Regions from separate parts of the Mus musculus genome. Here region 2 is linked to region 1. Evidence: chromatin contacts called from public Hi-C data. All regions are on one chromosome and are shown on one strand. The core of a region is the stretch at or near the end of the contact, and the rest is flanking DNA. Distances in the headings are between cores, read along the strand shown.

Evidence for each region. Hi-C and Micro-C count contacts between places; a contact is called where the count stands out from the background.
Region 2: a contact with region 1 is called in a Hi-C map of cerebral cortex, with 3 times the contacts expected there. The contact joins two enhancer-like sites. A contact is called at or near these places in 1 of 15 datasets of contacts at CTCF or cohesin (the NIH/3T3 cell line), 4 of 484 Hi-C or Micro-C datasets (the G1E-ER4 cell line, cerebral cortex, liver and 1 more), 2 of 115 datasets of contacts at active chromatin or transcription factors (both in embryonic stem cells) and 2 of 9 other capture datasets (embryonic stem cells and pancreatic islet).

The regions. Positions count from the first base shown.
Region 1 is chr8:122,083,876-122,089,056 of GRCm38.p6, forward strand. It overlaps a transcript of Zfp469 not described here. Among named protein-coding and RNA genes, the nearest start is that of Gm34413, 8.4 kb to the right of the region's middle. Within about 2 kb of position 1,411, at least 39 of the 459 cell types and tissues checked have an H3K27ac peak or open chromatin away from gene starts, as enhancers often do. A contact at or near this core is called in cerebral cortex, where this site is marked.
Region 2 is chr8:122,333,909-122,339,432 of GRCm38.p6, forward strand. It overlaps Zfpm1 (zinc finger protein, multitype 1), which reads left to right. Exons shown (of 10, transcript NM_009569.4): 6 at 1-19; 7 at 544-774; 8 at 1,024-1,119; 9 at 1,205-1,351; 10 at 1,524-3,954. The coding sequence ends at 3,283. Among named protein-coding and RNA genes, the nearest start is that of Gm46056, 7.9 kb to the right of the region's middle. Within about 2 kb of position 2,598, at least 44 of the 459 cell types and tissues checked have an H3K27ac peak or open chromatin away from gene starts, as enhancers often do. A contact at or near this core is called in cerebral cortex, where this site is marked.

The DNA of each region.
Region 1 (5,181 bases), core at 161-2,660:
GTGGCTTGGATGCATGAAGCCCTGGGCCTGTTGGTCTACACCTGTGATCCCAGAACTTAGGAGGTGCAGGCAGGGGGATTAGCTACATAGCAGGTTCAGGATCAGCCTAGGTTATGTTAGAGCCTGCCTCAAAAAAAAAATGAAAAAGAAGAGGGCTTTCTCTCTGTGTCATCATCCTCAGGTGGCCTCCCTTCTGCACCAGAGGACCAGCCAGCCAGGCAGCCAGAGGCCCTAGTGTCTTTTCCTCTTCTAAGGAGGTCATCAGACTCACTGCAGCTGGGCCTCATCCCTGCAACATCATCTTACTTCAGTTATCCAGAAGCCTCTGCGTCCAGACACAGTCACACTGGGGTCACCAAGGCACAGCCCAGCCAGTGGCAGGGGTCACCAAGGCACAGCCCAGCCAGTGGCAGGGGTCACCAAGGCACAGCCCAGACAATGGCAGGGGTCACTAAGGCACAGCCCAGACAATGGCAGGGGTCAGCAAGACACAGCCCAGCCAATGACAGGGGTCACCAAATCACAGCCCAGCCAATGGCAGAGGTCAGCAAGACACAGCCCAGCCAATGGCAGGTGTGAGTTACATTCTTTTCTGCTCATCATCGTAATTCCAACCTCTTCTTGGGGCTTCTTTCTTCTGTGTCTTTAAAAGACTCACGGCTCTTACCTCCCACCCCCCACCCCATTCCCAGTCGGAAAGCTCAGGTGAACTGGGAACCCAGTTGCTGTTCCTATTGGTTGAAGGAGAAACAAAGTCTGGGAAGAATTTTTTTTTTTTAAGTCTACAATTTTCCTAGCTCAAGGGCATTTGTGAGATGTTTAAGATGTTGTCAATATTTATTATTTTGAGCATGGTACATAAGCACAGGCTAAAAATCCCGGAAACACTCTTCAGGAAGGGAGTCAGGAGGAGGAGGTGTGAACACTGTGGGCGACCTCCCAGCTGCCTGCCCTCCTTCTTCTCCATTCCTTAGCAGCATAGATGATGATGTAGGCTGGGCATCCAGTGGGAGGAAAGGGGACCTTCTTTAGTGTGTCTGTCTGAGGCTGCTGCCTTCCTTGCTTTTCCCGAGGATCAGAGAGCCTACCTCACACATGGCCGTCCGTCCGTGAATGTCTAGCATCCAACACACAGTGGGGCTGTGGGACCCTTATTGGGGTCATGGAGGCACCCTGCACGTCTGCCAACATCCCACCTAGTGCCCGCTCCACATCAATTGTGGCTCCAGCCATCCTGCCCAGACCACCAGCACCAGGTCTGCCTCCGTGTGGTGGGCACGCAGGATAGACACTGCAGAACAGTGCCCTGCAGCCAGGAGGATCCTGTGACAATTGTTCCTGTGGGCTGGTCCTCTCCAGAAGCAGCGAGCTCTGCATGCAGGGGTGGGGTGTGGTTGCTATGATCTAGGGTTTTGTTGACTCATCGGCTCAGATTTTCAGCCCCTGAGCTGCTGTCGCCAGACCCGGCATAAGCCTCTTGTGAAGGGAGGCCCTGCCAATCATGGCCCCGTGACCCTGGCCCTGTATTCTGTGGCCTTGCTAACTGTGTTCACATTTTCTGTCTATATGTTCATATGTGTGGGGGGACATTGGGCATGCTCAGCCTTCCTCTCTTGATACAGGCTGCCTCCTTGACCTCAGGCTAGGCTCACAGTTAGCAAGTCCCAGCAGTCATCCTGTCTCTGCCCCCAGCATTGGGAGATACAGACTCCACATCCATGCTTGCTTAGCAAGTGTTCCTTCCTCTCGAGCGTCTCCTCACCCCCATCGCCCACATTTTAATCTGGGTTGCCCCTTAGTTCTGCCTCAAGGGACACCTTTACCTGTTCTAGAAGCATGTTCCTCGTCCGATGGTGGGCACAGTCTCCACCACGTGACCTTTTCTCCTCTTGCTTAGCACAGAACTTTTGGCTCTGGTGTGGCCACCCGTTTCCCTCATCTTGGTTTTGGTTTTGGTCTTATCTCAGTGGCCTGATCCGAGGTTATGAATGTGTTATGAATGCCTTTTCTTCTTCTGAGACTGCTAAAGCTTCAACTCTTACAGTCAGGTCCTCCACACATGCTGACCTCTGTGTGGTGCCAGGCAGAGTCCAACTTCCTTCTCTCCTATAGGGAGAACCGGTTGTCCTCCACCGTTTGTAGAAGCATGCCCTTTCTCTACCAGAGACCCGTTGACACGGGCGTTGAGAACCCACTGAGCACAAACTCGAAGGCTGACTGCCGGGGTTACACCTTTAAAGTTAGGGTGAGTCTGGAGAGCCTGCTGCAGAGAGGTTTCATGAAGGGTGGCTTAGGACATGGCTGGCCCCCAGGAAACACGCTGCAGGCGAGAAAGCAGCGGCAGGCCCTGTACGCATGCGCAGTGCAGAGCAGCCACTGGGGACACACTAGGGCACCCGGCCACGGTGCAGGCTCCCCTTCTCCAGCCTACCTCATCACCGTGCCAAACACAGCCTGGCCCGTGAGCACCAACCTGGCTAGCAGGGATGGAAATAATTAGTGTCTTTCTGCAGAGATGGACGGTGACCTCAGGTGAGGGGCAGGACTTGGAATAGGATGTCCTTGGTAACAAAGCCTCAGAGAAAACAGCCCCAAACAGAGGCTTCCCTCTATAGGAAATGTCCCATCTCTGTCTCCTCCAAGGCAGCACTTTCAGCTTCAGATAGCCCCATGGGGTCTGCTTGCGGGGGGGGGGGGGCTGGCTGTGTGCCCCACGGGCTGCTTGGGGGTGGCTGGCTGTGTGCAAAGCTTTATGGGATCTATGCTACACAAGATGATGTCAGGTCAGTACCCCAAGATCATGACTGTTGGTGTAACCTGTGAATTAAGGTGTCAGTGTCTCCACCAACAGAGGAAACAGGTCCTCCTAGCCACTGAAGTGAGAGCCAGGGCTCACTTGAGCCTTCTTACCCAGGTCACCTCTCTGTCACAGTTTTTCATGGTCCTGGAGTCTCATCCCTCAGGGCCTTCAGGATTCTTTGGTCCTGTGTCACACACTGGCCTGTGATGACACTAAGGTGAGCCTTCTCCAACTTCTGTTAGAATGATTGGGGAGGTGGCCCATCACAGAGCATTCAGTACCAGGGCATCCGGTACCAGACTCTGCAGCAGGAGGCCGAGCCACGCTCTGGCTCCTCTCTGAGCTACATCAAAACTTGGAGTTGGTGCCACTGCTGCCTGAGTGTGTGTGTGTGGGGGGGGGAGGGACAGTGCCTGGGTCCCCCACACCATTTATTAGCTGTATGCTGAAGTAGCTGTCAACGTGAAGGCCGGAATGGAAGGCTACATCTTCCAGAGGCCTTCCATGCTTTCTTCCCACTGAAGCCTTTGCCCTGAGCACTTAGCATGTCCCCGGCCCTGGCTTCCTCTGTGACGACGGGCAACTTCCCGGCTGTCCCCTTCCCTCCGCTCTGCTGAGCTGACTCTGTGAGTAGCCTTGCCACTGTTCCTTTCCTCCATAGCTCTGCACATGCTGCATCAGCTGCCCTTGCCACTGCCTGGGGGACTGCCCTCTCCAGCTCTGCTCTAGCTGCTGGAAACAGCTGGTCCATTCTCCCAAGACTGCCCTGGATGGATGGCCAGTCTAGAGCCAGGGCACTATAGGATGTGAGGCGACTAGCCCTCTCTGGTATGATGCCATACTGCAGGTGGACCTCCTCTGGTCCGTTTTCCTGCATGTGTAGACTTGAAGGCACATTGCAGAGGGTTGTGGATTAAGGATCTCTGTGTGCACTGGTGCAGTGTATGCCACAGAAGCTCTAGGCAGATTTGTCCTTGGTACGTAAGGTTCAGGCTGTCTGCCCTCTTCTTCATGGGGATCGTTATGTCAGGCTTTGGTTTCACTCACGCCTGCTGCTCTTCCCAGGACGCCATGAATACGGTGCTCGTGAGCTTCGGGGACAAGGTGGATGAATGAACGGGCACAGGGAGTGGGAGTGGGGAGAGCGTGAGCTGAGCATCAATGACTGCTCCCCGGGTTCTCTGCTCAGCTTAGCTCCTGGAGAAAAGGGATGGCTGGGCTCCTTCTGACTTTGGCTTTTCCTTCCGAGCAGACATCTCATCCAAACGTTAGCTCTCTCCCCCAGCCTACTTCCTGTGATTTAAGACCTTAGCTATGCACTAAGGGATGCTCCATGCTCCCTGTTATACAATAATGATTTTTAAAAAATCTTCACAGACAAATGAGCCAGCAGTATCTCTGTGTCCCTGGTGGAGGAAGGGCAGGGCTGTCTTTTTTTGTGTCAGAACGGGGGCACTGAGGCTTGGTGTGAGACTTGAAGGTGGCTCCTCCTCAGTCTTAGCTGACAGCCTGTTTGACGGCAGAGGATCCCCTGACACTTAGGGCTCTGCCTCCATGGTAGTACTGCCTCTGTGGTGTGGATGTGGGAGCAGCATGGGACCACTGCCTACCAGCCTTGGGTACCACCGTGGTACCATTATGGGACCTGGTTGGTACGGCTCATAGAGCCTCCAGCCTAGCAGTAGGCAGGGCCCCTGAGACACATGGGGACTATTGGAGGCTTTTGTTAATTCTGTCTAAAGTGTTCACATTTATGCTGGGGAAATGGCTCGTCCATTAAAGTGCTTGCTGTGTGCAAACTTAAGCGTCAGAATTCACATTAACAAAAGTCAGGTGTGATGCTTAGAATCCCAGAGATGGGGAGACAGTGGATCCCTGGGGCTTACTGGCCAGCTCAGGTTAGCCTAATGGGAAGTTGCAGACCAGTCAGAGACCGGGTTTCAAACAAAAAGTTAGTAGATGGTTAACGGCATCCCAGGTAACGGCACCCGAGATCCATTATGCGTGCATGCACACACATTCAGTTTTCCATATTTAACAGCCAACAGTTAAGTTTCATGGTGCTGGCACAAACACAAACTCTGGCGGGGCAAGCCTAGTGTTGGTGGCGCGCCCTATGGGTGGGGGCAGGGAGGGTGTTTAGAGCTGTCCACCAGCAGTGATTGCATCAGAAGAGACTCCGTGCAAAGAGAAGCCAAGGCTGTCAGCTTAGCAGGGGAAGCAGCCCGGGAGCTGTGTGCTGAAGCCGAGGTTGGAAGACAAAAGATCACACTTGAGCTGCGCTTTCTCCACAGTCTCGTGGCTCGGCCATCCCTTTGGAAGTCAGACGAGAGGCCACGTGGCTCGCACAATTGTGACTGCATTTCACTCAGGGTCTGCTA
Region 2 (5,524 bases), core at 1,348-3,847, 250 kb after region 1:
GCTACCGCAGTCATCAACAGTAAGTATGTGACTCCCAGGGGCAGACTTTGGTTGACACTCAAGTCAAAGGTTAGGGCAGATCCTGGGGGGGGGGGTGGTCAGCATGCAAAAGGTCCAGTTTACACACACGGGGAGGGGGGGGCAGGGGATAAATTATGCTCCAGTAAGACACTGAACTGAAGGACAGTACCCAGCTGATGCAGAGTGACCCGAGTGCTAGATTGTACATGGCCTGCTACCATAGGAAGGGCTCAGCCCCAAGGGACCTGGTGCGGGCCCCCTGAGAAGTAGAAAGAGAAGGTGGTGGCAGGCATGGGTGTAATATATGCCTAAAGGCAGCAGTAGGAGCTGAGTCCTCATGTCCCCTGTGCAGGGACAGGAGAATCCCCAGTGCCTGGGTGGGTCCTACGATTAGACGGGGCCTTCAGGGACACAATGAAAGGAGAGCTAAGCCACCAAAAGCCAGTACCTCAGCCTGGAGCTGTCAAGGCCAGGCCCTTCCTCATCCAGTCAGTACCTCACCCCCACTTGTACCCCTACCAGAGGACGTCTTCCCCTGCAAAGACTGCGGGATCTGGTACCGTAGTGAGCGGAACCTGCAAGCCCACCTGCTCTACTACTGTGCCAGCCGCCAGCGTGCAGGCTCTCCTGTCTCGGCGACGGAAGAGAAACCCAAAGAGACCTACCCCAATGAGCGTGTCTGCCCCTTCCCCCAGTGCCGAAAGAGCTGCCCCAGCGCCAGCTCGCTGGAGATCCACATGCGCAGCCACAGTGGTGAGTGCCCCGTGCCTGCCCTGGCCAAGCCAGGCCCTGCACTGGACTGGTGGTCAGGAAAGCTTGCTCTGCCACCATGTGCTATGCAGTTCCCCGTCCCTCCACAGCCTAGCGCAAGGCTTACCTGTGGCTATATGCACACTTAATAAAAGGCTGGGTGTGTACTTGACGCTGGGCGGCATATGACTGATGCGAACTAAAAGGGCCAGTGTTCCTTCCTTGTCACTGGGATCCATCTCTGTGTTCCAGGAGAGCGCCCCTTCGTGTGCCTCATCTGCCTGTCGGCCTTCACCACCAAGGCCAACTGTGAACGCCATCTCAAGGTGCACACAGACACGCTCAGCGGTAGGTGTGCTGGAGGGGGCCGGGATGGGGTCTCTGGGGCTAAACCTGAGCCCCAGGAACCTGACCACAACAGTGTGGCCTACAGGTGTCTGTCACAACTGTGGCTTCATATCCACCACAAGGGACATCCTCTACAGTCACCTGGTGACAAACCACATGGTGTGCCAGCCAGGCTCCAAGGGTGAGATCTACTCACCAGGGGCTGGACACCCAGCAGCCAAACTTCCTCCAGGTAAGCAGCCATACTGGAGCCTCACTGGCCCTTGGATAAGTGAAGGGGGGAGGGGCCTGTCCATAGGCATCACATGGTGTCCTTGTCAACCCTAGAACCCCAATCCCTTCTGCCTACCACATCCTACCTAGGGCCTGCCCTGGGCCTGACATGCAGCCCTGTGTTCTTGTAGACAGCCTGGCAGGCTTTCAACAGCACTCGCTGATGCACAGCCCCCTGGTTCCCGCTGACAAGGCACCCACCCCATCCTCAGGACTGGACAGTAAGGCCGAAGTCACCAACGGAGAGACCAGAGTGCCCCCCCAAAATGGGGGCAGCAGTGAGTCCCCTGCAGCCCCCAGGACCATCAAGGTGGAGGCTGCAGAGGAGCCTGAAGCCACCCGTGCCTCCGGTCCGGGAGAGCCAGGTCCCCAGGCTCCGTCTCGGACACCTTCACCACACAGCCCCAATCCAGTCAGGGTGAAGACAGAACTGTCCAGCCCCACGCCTGGCTCTAGCCCAGGGCCGGGAGAGCTAACAATGGCCGGGACACTCTTTCTGCCACAATATGTGTTCAGTCCGGACGCGGGCACAACCACCGTCCCTACGGCGCCACAGGCCTCGGAGATCCTGGCCAAGATGTCCGAGTTGGTGCACAACCGGCTACAGCAGGGTGCAGGGAGCTCCGGCGCAGCGGGAACACCCACTGGCCTCTTCTCGGGGACTAAGGGTGCCACGTGCTTTGAGTGCGAGATCACCTTTAACAATATCAACAACTTCTATGTGCACAAGCGCCTCTACTGCTCGGGCCGCCGCGCGCCCGAGGACCCGCCCACTGTGCGCAGACCCAAAGCGGCCACCGGCCCGGCCCGCGCGCCCGCAGGTGCCGCCGCAGAGCCAGACCCGTCACGCTCGTCGCCGGGGCCCGGGCCACGAGAGGAAGAGGCGAGTGGCACGACTACTCCGGAGGCCGAGGCCGCGGGCCGGGGCAGCGAGGGCAGCCAGAGCCCGGGCAGCTCCGTAGACGACGCAGAGGACGATCCGAGCCGCACGCTGTGCGAGGCCTGCAACATCCGGTTTAGCCGCCACGAAACCTACACTGTGCACAAGCGCTACTACTGCGCCTCGCGCCACGACCCGCCGCCGCGCCGGCCACCCGCACCCACGACCGCACCGGGACCCGCGGCTCCTGCGCTGACAGCGCCACCCGTGCGCACGCGCCGGCGTCGCAAGCTGTACGAGCTGCCCGCAGCTGGCGCCCCGCCCCCAGCCGCAGGCCCCGCCCCTGTGCCAGTTGTACCCTCCCCCACTGCGGAGCTGCCCTCTTCTCCGAGACCTGGGAGCGCCAGCGCCGGCCCTGCCCCCGCGCTCTCTCCGAGCCCGGTCCCCGACGGCCCCATAGACCTGAGCAAGCGGCCGCGTCGCCAGAGCCCGGATGCACCAACAGCTCTGCCCGCGCTGGCCGACTACCACGAGTGTACCGCATGTCGCGTAAGCTTCCACAGCCTCGAAGCTTACCTGGCTCACAAGAAGTACTCATGCCCCGCCGCGCCTTTGCGCACCACTGCCCTCTGCCCCTACTGCCCGCCCAACGGGCGCGTTCGCGGCGACCTGGTTGAGCATTTGCGCCAGGCACACGGCCTGCAGGTGGCCAAGCCAGCGGCCAGCCCGGGCGCTGAGCCCCGCACACCTGCCGAGCGTGCTCCGCGCGACAGCCCCGACGGCCGCGCACCACGCTCTCCTTCCCCTGCTCCCGAGAATACGCCTTCTGACCCAGCAGATCAAGGCGCTCGGACACCCAGCAAGGGCCCGCCAGCTCCTGCTCCTGCGCCGGGTGGTGGTGGCGGCCACCGCTACTGCCGCCTGTGCAACATCAGGTTCAGCAGCCTGTCCACTTTCATCGCGCACAAGAAGTATTACTGCTCTTCTCACGCCGCCGAGCACGTAAAGTGAGCCTGTGGGGCCGCACCACCAGGACCCTTGACACTTAATAAAGACATTCGGTGTGATAAATTCGCTGGAGGCCCAGCCTGTTGTCTTAGATCTAGTGGGCCTCATTCCATACCCCAGCTTGTGCGGCCCTGCAAAGGGCACCCCACCGTTTCCTCCAGGACTTAGCCCGCTCCAGGGATTCAACCGCCCCTGCAGAGTTCTTTTCCTCTGCCTCTAGCTCACCCGCTGCCCTGCCAGAAAGTGCATCCAATTGCAGACTACTAGAGAGAGTGAAACCTTGTTCTTGCTGAGTCTTCGAGAAAGAGGACCAAGTCCCAAAGTGCCCCTCCCGTCACAACAGGGGTGGGTACTTATGACTACAGAGTTGGGCCTGGGTATACCCCCTGTAGTCCGTGGCTGGCCGGCTGTAGGCCACGTCTGGCAGAACCAAAGCAATGGCAGTCTAGCCATTGCTTTGGCCTCTCTGCTTGGTCCCCTGAGAAGGTGTGAACATGGCTGTTCTCCAACTCTGTAAGTCTTAACCGGCAGCTGTAGAAGCTGACAGAGAGCCCTGAAAATACCATACCCCAAGGACCCGGGCCCTGTCGGCCAGTCCACCTCTCCTGCAGCCTTCTGAGGCGGCCTGCTGATGGACCTGGGTTTACACAAGAATAAATGTTCCTGAGAGTCCATTCACAGGCCTGCCCAGTCTGGAGCATCCCTCCTGGTCTCCTCTTAAGGGCCCTTCCCAGAATGCCATGCATCCTTCCACCTTCCTGATGCTCATGCCCAAGGCCTGGCCTCTGGCCTCAGTCACTCCATAAACTCCTTTCTCCACCTTGGCAGAGCAGTCTGCCCTCCCTTGCCTTTACCATGCAGGAGGGACAGGGTCTTTCCCTGGTCCCACTGTCGGAAGCCCAACCCTGCTCAGTCTACCCTGTTCCTTAGCTATAGGGCTCTACAGATCACCAGCTCTTGCCTAACCCTCCTGCCCCTCACTCTATGGCCTGCAGTTGGTCCCTAGTCACAGACCCCAAGGTCAGTCACTATGAGCCTCTGCCTGTGTCTCCAAAGTAAACCACCCATGTCAGCTCCTCGTGTGCAGCCGACACCATAGCACTGCTTCAGTCACCATCACGTGCCCAGGAGCCTGCTTGCTAAGCCACTCCGGCTCCATTCAACCCTGCCTGGCACATTCCTCCCTTCAAGATAGCCTCAGGTCACCATGGTCTGCCTCCTCACCCCGGTGCCCTGCAGGCAGGACACCCTTCATCTCTCCCTCTGGTCCCTCTTCCAACTCTCCACTCCGTTGTATACTTCTGCTTGCCAAGCTGCTGCCGCTGCGGCTTGATGGAACCCATCTGCCCTTGTACCACCTCACGATGCTTGGCCCATGAGCATCCATGAGAACAGGGAATAACACTGCCCCCAGCCACTCACCTCTGCCAGGTGTACATCTTCCCCACGCACTGGGATTGGTCCATGGGTAGGAACATCAAGGCTCAGTGGTACCGAGCCCCTGCCAGAGCACCTTGGATAGAGTTGGGCTTTAGCGGAGTTGGCTGGGCTGCCCCCTGCCCTGGAGATCTTAAGCATGACCTCCCCAGGCCCTGCATAGGGCTCAGCTCTGTCCAAATCCACCCAAACTGACCAGGGAACGGTTGGAATGGGGGTCCCATGCTTCAGGCAATGGTTCCCCTCTGAAGACTTCATATACATGTCTTATTGGGGCAATATATACCATCCATTGGGCCTTTTGGGGACCCCCATTTAGACCTTTCTCCCTTCCCCAGCAGACTGTGACCCCACCCACCCCACCCATCAAATCCTGCTCTTGATTTCAACACTAGTGGAGACTCGGGACAGTAGAGGGCAGTATGGCTCACAGAAGCACCTGGTGGGCCTGCCACCGTGCTTAGCTAGGGTGGCCTGCCCACCACCAAGGGTATGCTACAATCCCTGAGGAAGAGAAAGGAGTCATGAGAACCCCAAGTGCACCGATGCCTCCCGGACTTCTGGAGAAGCCCTGCAGGCCTGAGAAGAAAGCTGGAAGCCGGAAGCCGAGCATTTGGGCTGGAGGCAGAGGTGGGCAGGTCCTCAGAGCATGCTTCTGTATCACCTGCCTCAGCATCACCTGCAGAGCACACTTTCTAGGCACTGGGATTTAACACTCTTTCCTAAAGCTTTAATGTCTGCACCCCTCCATGACAGGAACCTCAACATCACCAGAGTGAGCCACACTGTCAAGTTCCTGTTCTCGGT